Regions from separate parts of the Sus scrofa genome. Here region 1 is linked to region 2. Evidence: chromatin contacts called from public HiChIP or PLAC-seq data. All regions are on one chromosome and are shown on one strand. Each heading gives the region's core, a stretch centred on a gene start, on an enhancer-like site or on the middle of the called end of the contact. The rest is flanking DNA. Distances are from core to core; before and after follow the strand shown.

The links. HiChIP or PLAC-seq counts read pairs in DNA pulled down with a chosen protein or histone mark.
Region 1: a contact with region 2 is called in an H3K27ac HiChIP or PLAC-seq map of alveolar macrophages. The contact joins two enhancer-like sites. A contact is called at or near these places in 1 of 47 Hi-C or Micro-C datasets (epiblast stem cells) and 1 of 2 datasets of contacts at active chromatin or transcription factors (alveolar macrophages).

The regions. Positions count from the first base shown.
Region 1 is chr7:39,059,719-39,064,158 of Sscrofa11.1, reverse strand. No RefSeq gene overlaps it. Among named protein-coding and RNA genes, the nearest start is that of C7H6orf223, 68 kb to the right of the region's middle. Within about 2 kb of position 1,283, at least 30 of the 83 cell types and tissues checked have an H3K27ac peak or open chromatin away from gene starts, as enhancers often do. A contact at or near this core is called in alveolar macrophages, where this site is marked.
Region 2 is chr7:38,771,030-38,775,539 of Sscrofa11.1, reverse strand. No RefSeq gene overlaps it. Among named protein-coding and RNA genes, the nearest start is that of TRNAV-AAC, 20 kb to the right of the region's middle. Within about 2 kb of position 1,654, at least 19 of the 83 cell types and tissues checked have an H3K27ac peak or open chromatin away from gene starts, as enhancers often do. A contact at or near this core is called in alveolar macrophages, where this site is marked.

The DNA.
Region 1 (4,440 bases), core at 34-2,533, 290 kb before region 2:
GCCCCCTCTAGCATATTGATTTGCTAGGTGTCATTTCCATGTCCAAGGTCATTTCATGGCTCAAGACAGCCGCTGGAGCTCCAGCCAGTGGGAAGGAGGAAGACAGCACTGAAGAAGAGCCTGCATCTTCCCTTTAAGGAAATGTCCTGGAAGTCACACTCTGCTTATACCCCCCTGGCCATCTCTCAGTCCCCCAGCCATCCCTGGCCCAAGGGATGCTTTCCCATGGGGGTCTTGCTGAAAACTGGGGAGGGTGGGATGTTTGGAGGGCAACAGTGTCTGCCACCAGCCCCTCGTTCCTTTAGTCCATAACCCATAGAGGGTGGTCGGGGCCTTCCCAACTCCCCCCTCCTACAGCCCTGCTTCCCTCCCTTCCCTGATGCCCCAGTTCCTCCTGAGACTCGATATTGCCTGCCTGGAGCTATTAATGGCAGCAGTGCAACACCAAGACTGGCTGCCATGGGCTGTAGTCTGTTCATTGCCCGGCCGGTGCAGGTGCACTTCTTCTCATGGCCGCCCAAGGGGCAGCTCATCTTAGTCCCACTTTACAGCTGGGGAAATCGAGGCCCAGAGAGGTTTGACTTTGCTATGAGCACCCAGCTGGGCTCTGAGCCCAGGTCCTGCACGTTCCTTTCTTTCCCAGGGAGTCCTCCCTGGAGGAGCGGATGCCCCAGGCCGTCTCGGGGTCTGACAGGAGGAACTGGAATGGTCTGGGTTCCAGGAGGGCCTGTCTGGAGGAGAGGGCAGGCGGGGTGGTGTGACATCAGTCTGCAGTGTCTCCTCAGCACTTACTCAGTGCCATGGTCAGCAGACGCGTCTGAACAGGGTCCACTGACGGGTTTGGGGATTTCTGCTGGCGCCAGGAGCCGGCCACTGCGGCCACATCCTCAGACGCCACTTTCCCCAGCATGAGCATCCTGGCCCAGGCAGTGAGGAAGGCAAGGACAGGGAAACCTCTGCCACTTCCCCTTCCCCCTCCTGGCCACCTTGGTGGGGCGGGAGCAGCGGGGGGTTGAGCCTCTCCCCCAACTGGGCCGCTTGGGGTGGGAGAGAGGCGAGCGTGTGCAGCCAGACTCTCCAGCAGACCAGCATCATCCAGGCCATCCCCCTGCCTCTGGAAAGGACGGCCTTTCCTTGCTGCTGACCCTCAAGGGTGAGGTCACGACTGTGCCCTCGGGGTGGGGGGAGGTGCTCTGAGCATAAGCTCGGTCATGGCCATGACATGTGGTTAGTAATGTTACTGTAATATCTGCTCCCTGATGATCTCTGGCCAAGAGGAAAGGCTCATGAGCTGTGAGTCACAGCAGGCCGCCGATGGTTGGGCCTGCCACGCGCAGCTCCGATGAGGGTGTACGGAGGAGGGCCCTGAGACCCAGACGTAACCTCTGGCCTCTGGGACTTCCCGCCGGAAATAGGCGATGAACAGGAAGAGCAGATGTGAGGTGGGACTCCCCTCCCCACCCCACCCCCGCCGTGCATGCCCCCCTCCCCACCCCCCGCCACCCGGCAGGATCCTTGCCCCCTCCACAGGGAAGTCTTCCTTGATTAACAAACAGCCTTAGAATTGCTCTGGGGTTGACCTTGGATTCCCAGCTCTGGCAAGATGGGCTCCATCCCCCAAGTCTGGGCACCTGCAGGTTCTGTGCAAAGGGCAAGGGTGTGGACAGGAATGGGGCGCTTTCATTCAAGCTTCCTTCCTTTCTTCCTTTCTTCTTCTTTCAACAAACCTGCCAGGTGCTCTGGAGACACTGGTGAACGGCGCAGACTCAGTCTTGTTCTCACGGAGCCTGGAGGAGAGGCTGAAAGCAAATGGTCACACAGATAAAAAAGAACTACCAACCGCACCCAGGGAAGGCAGGGCCCGGGGGCGAAGGGGTGGGGGTCGGGGGCTTCTAGGGGCCTGGGCCGTTGCTAGTGGGTGCAACCCCCCGGCCTCCCTCCTCTGCTCACAAGGCCTCTGCAGGGAGAATGCTGGCTGACACGGTGGCAGGGTGCCCGCCAATGGGGGCTGTGCCAAGGGTGATGTGATGTGTGCTGATCCCTCTCCACTCCTTACTGAAGACCAGTGTCTGCTGCCCCCGCGGCTCAGGGAGCCTGGGGCGGTGCTCCCATCACGTCCTGAGATGTTTAGGGGAAGACGGAGTGGGGAGAGGGTTCCCCTGGTGCTTCAGGCGGAGGGGCTGTGCTAAGAGCATCTGGTCCTCCAGCCCCAGCTGGTGGGGCCCCTGGCACCGCCTAGGGTGTCAGTCCCTCTGAATTCCACCTGCACCCCTGCAGTGGACAGAGAGGTGGCCCTGTTGACCCCGTTCGTCCTCTGGCCCCATGCTTTGGACATCCCCCTCCAAGACACGTTGGAGACCTGTTTTCTTGCCCTCTTTGGCCTGACTCTGCCTGCTTGGGCCTCAGTTCCAGGAGAGGGAGAGTGAAGGATCCTAGGAGTAAAAGGAGGCCCAGAGGCAGGGATGCTCCCATCCCTCCAGAAATAACCAGTGCAGATTGATTTTGCCTTCTGTGGGGATCTCCGTGGTCTGAGGTTGGGGCCGTGCTGAGTGGGAGGACGTTCAAATATTGTATTTAAATATAGACTTTTGGGTCCCACTCACAGAGACTCTGATTCTCTAGGTCTAGAAGGATCTTAGGACTCTGCATTTTTTGCTTTTTAAGGCTGCACCTGAGGCATATAGAGATTCCCAGGCTAGGGTTGAATCAGTGCTACAGCTGCTGGCCTACCCCACAGCCACAGCAATGCAGGATCCGAGCTGTATCTGTGACCTACACCACAGCTCACGGCAGCGCTGGATCCCTGACCCCCTAAGCAAGGCCAGGGATCGAACCGTGCATCCTCATGAATTCTTGTCGGGTTTGTTTCTGCTGCACCACAATGGGAACTTCGGGACTCGGCATTTAAAAAGTCCTTCAGCCTCTGTGACATCAATGGCCAAGGATCACACTCTTCTTTTGAAGGAAGAGCTCAGATTCTGGAGGCAGGATGCCTGGTTCTCGGGGTGACTTTGGACACTGATTCTCAAGGCCTTGGCTTTTGCATCTATATAGTGGGACAACAATACTGCCCCCCACCCCAGTATTTCATTCAAAGATGAAATTGGAAGGTGCAGATAGAGCACCCCCATTGGGCCCCAGCTTATAGCAGGGAGCCCATAAACAGTGTTAATTCTTGTTTATCCAGGGTGTCTTTGGAATGTGGCTGGATCATTCACTTTCTGGGCAGGTTGGAACCCCTTGTCCCTCCAGTTCCCCAGGGATCCTGGTGGGGTGAAGGGGGGGATTCAGGGGTTGGAAATAGTGGCTATGCAAAGAGAAGCTCCCCAGAGGCTACTGCCACTGGTGACAGGAAGGGATGAGAATCCCCCCGCCAATCCCCGCTTCCCTTGCCCCCCAGTTCACCAACACAGGGACTCTTGCCTTACAAAGAATAACCTAAACCAAACAAACAGCTATGTGTCAGCTCTGTTCTGAGTCCATTAACTAGTAGAATTCTCATGAGAAAACATTAACCCATTTTACAGATGGGGAAGTTGAGGCCCAGAGGAGTTAAGGCAGCTGCCCAAGGTTACACAGGCTAGGGATGGCCAGGGCTGGGGACTGATCCTAGGCAGGCTCTCTCTGGCAACAGGGCTTCCTAGGGAGAGGGACAGATGTGCTTTTTCTTCATGTCTCTCTTGCGGGGCGGGGTGTGTGTGTTCCGGAGCTGGGCTGCCTGCATGGGACTCTGGTGTTCTGGTTGGGAGATGCAGGCCTCAGGTTCTCCTCCAAGCATCTGCGAGACTCCAGCAGGTCCTGCTCACCCTCCCCTGGGTGTCTCTGCTCCGTTGTGATTGCTGCCTGCACCCCAGTTCTCCTTCCCTCCCTCCCAGGGGAGTATTCACTTTCGCTGGCTGTGAGCATCTGGGTTCCCCAGGAGCTGTCCCTGGGCTCTGCCTACCCCAGGCTGCCCAGTGATCGGGGAAGGGGTAGGAGCCTCCTGTCCGTGCTCCTGCCTGACCCCCCCACCCTGCCTCTGTCCTCTGTCCATGGCTCCCTCCGTCCTTAGGGGCTGTGGGTGTGACATCACTGTCCTCCCTGAGCTGCTGTTTATGACCTGGTAAATCACTCCCTGTCCTTCCCCTCCGCCACCCTGCCTTAATGAGGGCCAGAGCCCACTGTGACACCCCAATTAACCACACCATCTGTTTCCCTTTAGTGGTGAGCAAGAGCCTGGAGTGGGGATGCTGTGGGGTGGGCTCTGGGCTGGTTTTCTTCCCTGGAAAATGACTTACCACCCACCCTGACCTCTGCTGTGCCCAGAGGGTCCCTGTGAGGGAGGGGAGCCTGGGAGCCCCCTGAAGGGCAGAGTTTTCTGTCCCACAGCAGCTAGTTTCTGCAGCAGGCTGGATTTGGGTGCCACGGTGACTCAGATGGGATGCCGGGCACCCTATTGTG
Region 2 (4,510 bases), core at 405-2,904:
AAAATGAGGAACCACTGCAGGGATCTGAGCAAAAAATAACACCATCTGGGAGTTCCCCCTTGTGGCTCATTTCCCCCTTTTGGCTCAGTTCCCCCTTGTGGCTCCGACCAGTATCCATGAGGATGAGGGTTTGATCCCCTGCCTCGCTCAGTGGGTTAAGGATCCAGCCTTAAGGATCCACTGTGGTGTAGGTCACAGGCGCAGCTCGGATCCTGCGTGGCTGTGCCTGTGGTGCAGGCTTGCAGCTGTAGCTCCAATTCAACCCCTAGCCTAGAAATTTCCATATGCCGCAGGTGCGGCCCTAAAAAGCAAAAAGAAAGAAAGTGACACTATCTAACCCACCCTTTCCAGATTAAATGTTGTGATTGACAGAAAGTGATGGGGGTGCTATATTGATTTACTTATTTGTTTGTGTGTTTAGCTAATGAGGTCAGGGAAGTCTCTCTGGGGAGGCACATCTAAGCTGGGGGCTGAGAGGCAGCGCAGGGACACGCCCACCCTCCATTCCCCTCCTCTTCCTCAAACTGTCAACCAGGGCAAAGCCCTCTGCTATCCGACTCCCCACTCCCTCTCCTTTCAGCCCCCTCCCCCTCGTCCTCTTTCCCTCCCCCCTCCCCCACTCCCTTGTCAACCCCCCCCCCCATCTTCCTCCTTCCCCTCACCAATTTTTGTCTCTAGCCTCAACCCATGGAGATAAGGGCCTCTCCCTTCCCCGGGTTCTTAGAAAACAGTTGTAAAAAGCAGAAGGAAGCCCGGCAGCAGGCCCTTGGCAGGAGGGAGGGCGACAGATTACAGTGTCTGGCGCTGGCCGCTCACCCTGTAATCAGCAGGGTGTCTCGGGTGGACAGGGACCCCAGGGCACGTGCCCACTGGGCCAGGCCTTCCCGGCCCCAGTCAGCCCCTCCCCAGGCCCCCACCGCAAGCCCGGAGGAAAGAGGGGGTGTCTTTTGGGCTTTGGCCTCAGCCTGGCCTTCAAGCCCTGCCAGGGGAGAGGCTCAGAGGAACCACGGAGCTTTCCATCCCAACCCCTCATTGCACAAAGGGTGGGACGGAGGCCCTGAGAAGACATTGTGCAGTTCTGGTCACACAGGAAGATTCAAACCCAGGACACTGTCCACACCCCAGACTGTCTCATCCTGCGGCCCAGGCCTTGGGCTCAAGAAGCAGGTGGAGGTTTTGGCATTCAGACCAAGAAGGCAGGGCCGTCACGGGTCATGGGCAGAGATTGCGCTCTAAGGGCAGGGCGGGGGGCGCACCGCTGGACAGCGGGCTCCCAACAACTGGGAAAACACTTCACATTGTGAAGGCCGCTTACCCCACAGCTCTGGGAGAGCAGGGATGGCTCGGCCCAGCTCTGCTCCCAACCCACCGGAGGGACGCTTGGCTGCCCAGTGGGCTAAAGGCTCGGGACAAAAGGAAGGTCAGCCCCATTCCGGAGGCCCAGGCTCCCAAGCCTGAACGGGAGCCCTTTGTCCTCTAGGATACAGGCCTCAGCCTCCTGAGTCTAGGATACAGATGTCAGCCTCCTGGGTCATCTGTCTGTCCAGGAACAGGCCCAGCGCTTCTTGGCTGTCACGTGCCATGCGTGGCTGTGGCCTCCAGCACCTGAGTCATCCATGACTCACCGCCCTCTGCCCTTGGTCTCAAGAGGGCCGGGCCAGGTGGACTTGGCATGGGGACGGTAAGACCTGTCTGGTATCCCTGGTCCAGGCCTGGCCCTCCCCCGGCCCCGCCCCTGCCCGGAGACACAGGATAGAGCTGGACATGCGCAAAGGACACCCTGTGAACACACCTCTGCTCCCAGAGGACCCGGAGCAGCTCCTGCCGGATCCTTCCCCTACACACACACACACACACACACACACACACTCCTTCATGGCGCCTTCACACTCACACACGTGCTGGGTGGCTCCACATGCCCCAGTCTCCAGCTGTCCCTTGGGCTCTGCTGTTACTCCTCATGAGACCTCAGGAAGGATTCTGCCCCCTCCTAGGCCTCAGGTTCCCCCTCTGACTCTGGCAGCCCTCAATCGCCAAGATCCCTTTGAGTCCACAATCTAAGGAGGCCCTTTTGTGAAGTGATGGCAGACCTGTGGTTAGCTGGTGAAGGGAGAGCAAGCAGGGTGATGGTGGCCCCAGCTGAGGGGGAAGTCGCCTTCCTGGTACCTTCCAGACCCTTCCACGCTTAAGGCTACAGACAAAGCACTGCAGAGGAAGAGATGGTGATGCCCTGGCAGGGTCGCCAGGGGCCCCTTGCAGCCACCCCCTCTCCAGGGGAAAGGCCTAGGAGGGAAACTTCCACAGGACTCCCCTCAGACAGGGGCTCCCTGAGGCAGGGCTGTGTCTCCCTTCAGACTGAGAACCCCATAGGTCAAGAGCTTTTGGTTCCGTCTTTTGTTCCAAACCAAATCTCCCCCTCCTCACATGAACCTGACCCAACTCCAAGGCCAGCTCCCCTTCTGTCTATTTTCCAATACGTGACTTGGACCCCAGCGTGACGGCACCCACAGAGATAGAGGCCAGCAGTGAGGTAACAATCTGAAGAGTGATCTTCCGTGTCTTTTGCATCTTCCACCTGTTTTACCTCAAATCATCCCAGGAATGTGGGTCACACCTAGATTGCATTCCCCAGAGGAAAGACAAGGCAGCGAGTTTTAGAAAGCCAGGGATTTGCAAGGACACACAGCAGCGGGTCCCTGGCCCCCCACCTTCCATCCATCGTGTCCACCCGCCCAGCCCCATACCTCCCGGTGAGGGCTGCCTCTCCCACCCCCAGGAATGGGTTAATGAGCACGAAGCTTCACAGGGTGGAGGGCAGTTGGGAAAGCTAGGGAGGGAGCAGAATTTCTCCATCTGGCCAGAGCTTCGGTTTCCCAATCCAGCGGGGCAGAGACAGGAGCCGGGCCGGCTGGGCACTGCTGGGCCAGGGATCCCAGCACCTTCTCCTGTTGTGTGGCCAGGGAACCAGACTGGCCCTGAGGCTCTCAGCCAGGAGAGGCCTGGTCCCTGGGGACAGGGGCCCAGGGCCCAGCTGAGGCAGGGCAGGAAGACAGAGCTACCATCTAAGAGGAGAAGGAAGAACCCCAGAGGGGAGGCTACCGGCAGGCCAAGCATCCATGAGGTGGAGGAGTAGCAGACATCCTCTTCTGGGTCTCCAGTCCCCCCTGCCACCTTCTGTCACAGCATCTAAGACATTGTCTTCCCGACATTTTTTTTTTTTTTTTTTCTTTTTAGGGCCACACCTGAGGCACATGGACGTTCCCGGGCTAGGGGTTGAATTGGAGCTGCAGCTGCCGGCCTACGTCACAGCCACAGAAACAAGAGATCTGAGCCACAGCAATTTGGGATCTGAGCCTCATCTTTGACCTATACCGCAGCTTGTGGCAATGCTGGATCCTTAACCTACTGAGCAAAACCAGGGATCAAACCCACATCTTCACAAACACCATGTTAGGTTCTTAACCCACTGAGCCACAACGGGAACTCCTTGACATTTTTGTTTTACCCTAACCCATGTGAAAAAATATATCCTACTTGGAGCCCCCTAAACACCCATGCACACATACACACCCCAAGAGTTGCAAGAAACAATACCTACCCTCACTACATGCAAGCTTCTCCAAATATTTTCTACCCAATTCTTGTTCATATTTTAGAAAAGGTGTCATGCTGGTTGCAAACCACTCAACTGACCTCAGGAGCTACTGATAAATGATAGTTTGCAGCTTGGAAAAGTGTGCAAGCTCACCAGGCTGGATCCATCGCCATGGCACAGATGTGGACACTGAGGCCCAGAGGGAAACCCTAGCCTTCCCAAGGTCTGGTTGGTGACAGAGCCTCAGCCAGAGCTCAGGTGGCTCCCGGGGTAGATTTTTCACAGTAAGTTTCCAGAGCCTGGGGGACTTCTTGATATAGCTGCCTGCAAAAACAAAGCCTGGGGAGAAGGTTGCAGCTGGAAGATGAGAAGGATGTTTGCTGACCAGCAGACTCTGATAGAGTTCCCCCAGGTCACAGTGCTCAAGGCCAGGTTGAGCCCAGGAAAAGTTCAGCCTCAAGAGTCAGCCTCAGAGTTCCTGCTGTGGCTCAGCAGTAACGAACCTGGCTAGGATCCATGAGGATGAGGGTTCGATCCCTGGCCTCACTCAATGAGTTAAGCAACCGGCATTACTGTGAGCTGTGGTATAGGTCGCAGACGAGGCTCAGATCTGGCATTGCTGTGGCTGTGGTATAGGCTGGTGGCTACAGCTCTGATTCGACGCCTAGCCGGGGAACCTCCAAAAGATTCAGCCTCTAGTGCCTCCAGAGAAAGGTCCCAGCGGTGCGAGAGAGGGAGGCTCCCAGTCTGAGGGAGGAGACATAAAGGCCCTCCCTCAGGGAGCCCCCACTGGAAAAGGGGAGACCCTATCTCTGCTGCAGGCAGAAACCGAGGATGTATCCAGAAGGAGGGCCTGAATTCCACGTCTACGCTGGGAGCCTCACCAGCAAAGCAGCAAGAAGGGTGGGAGGAAGG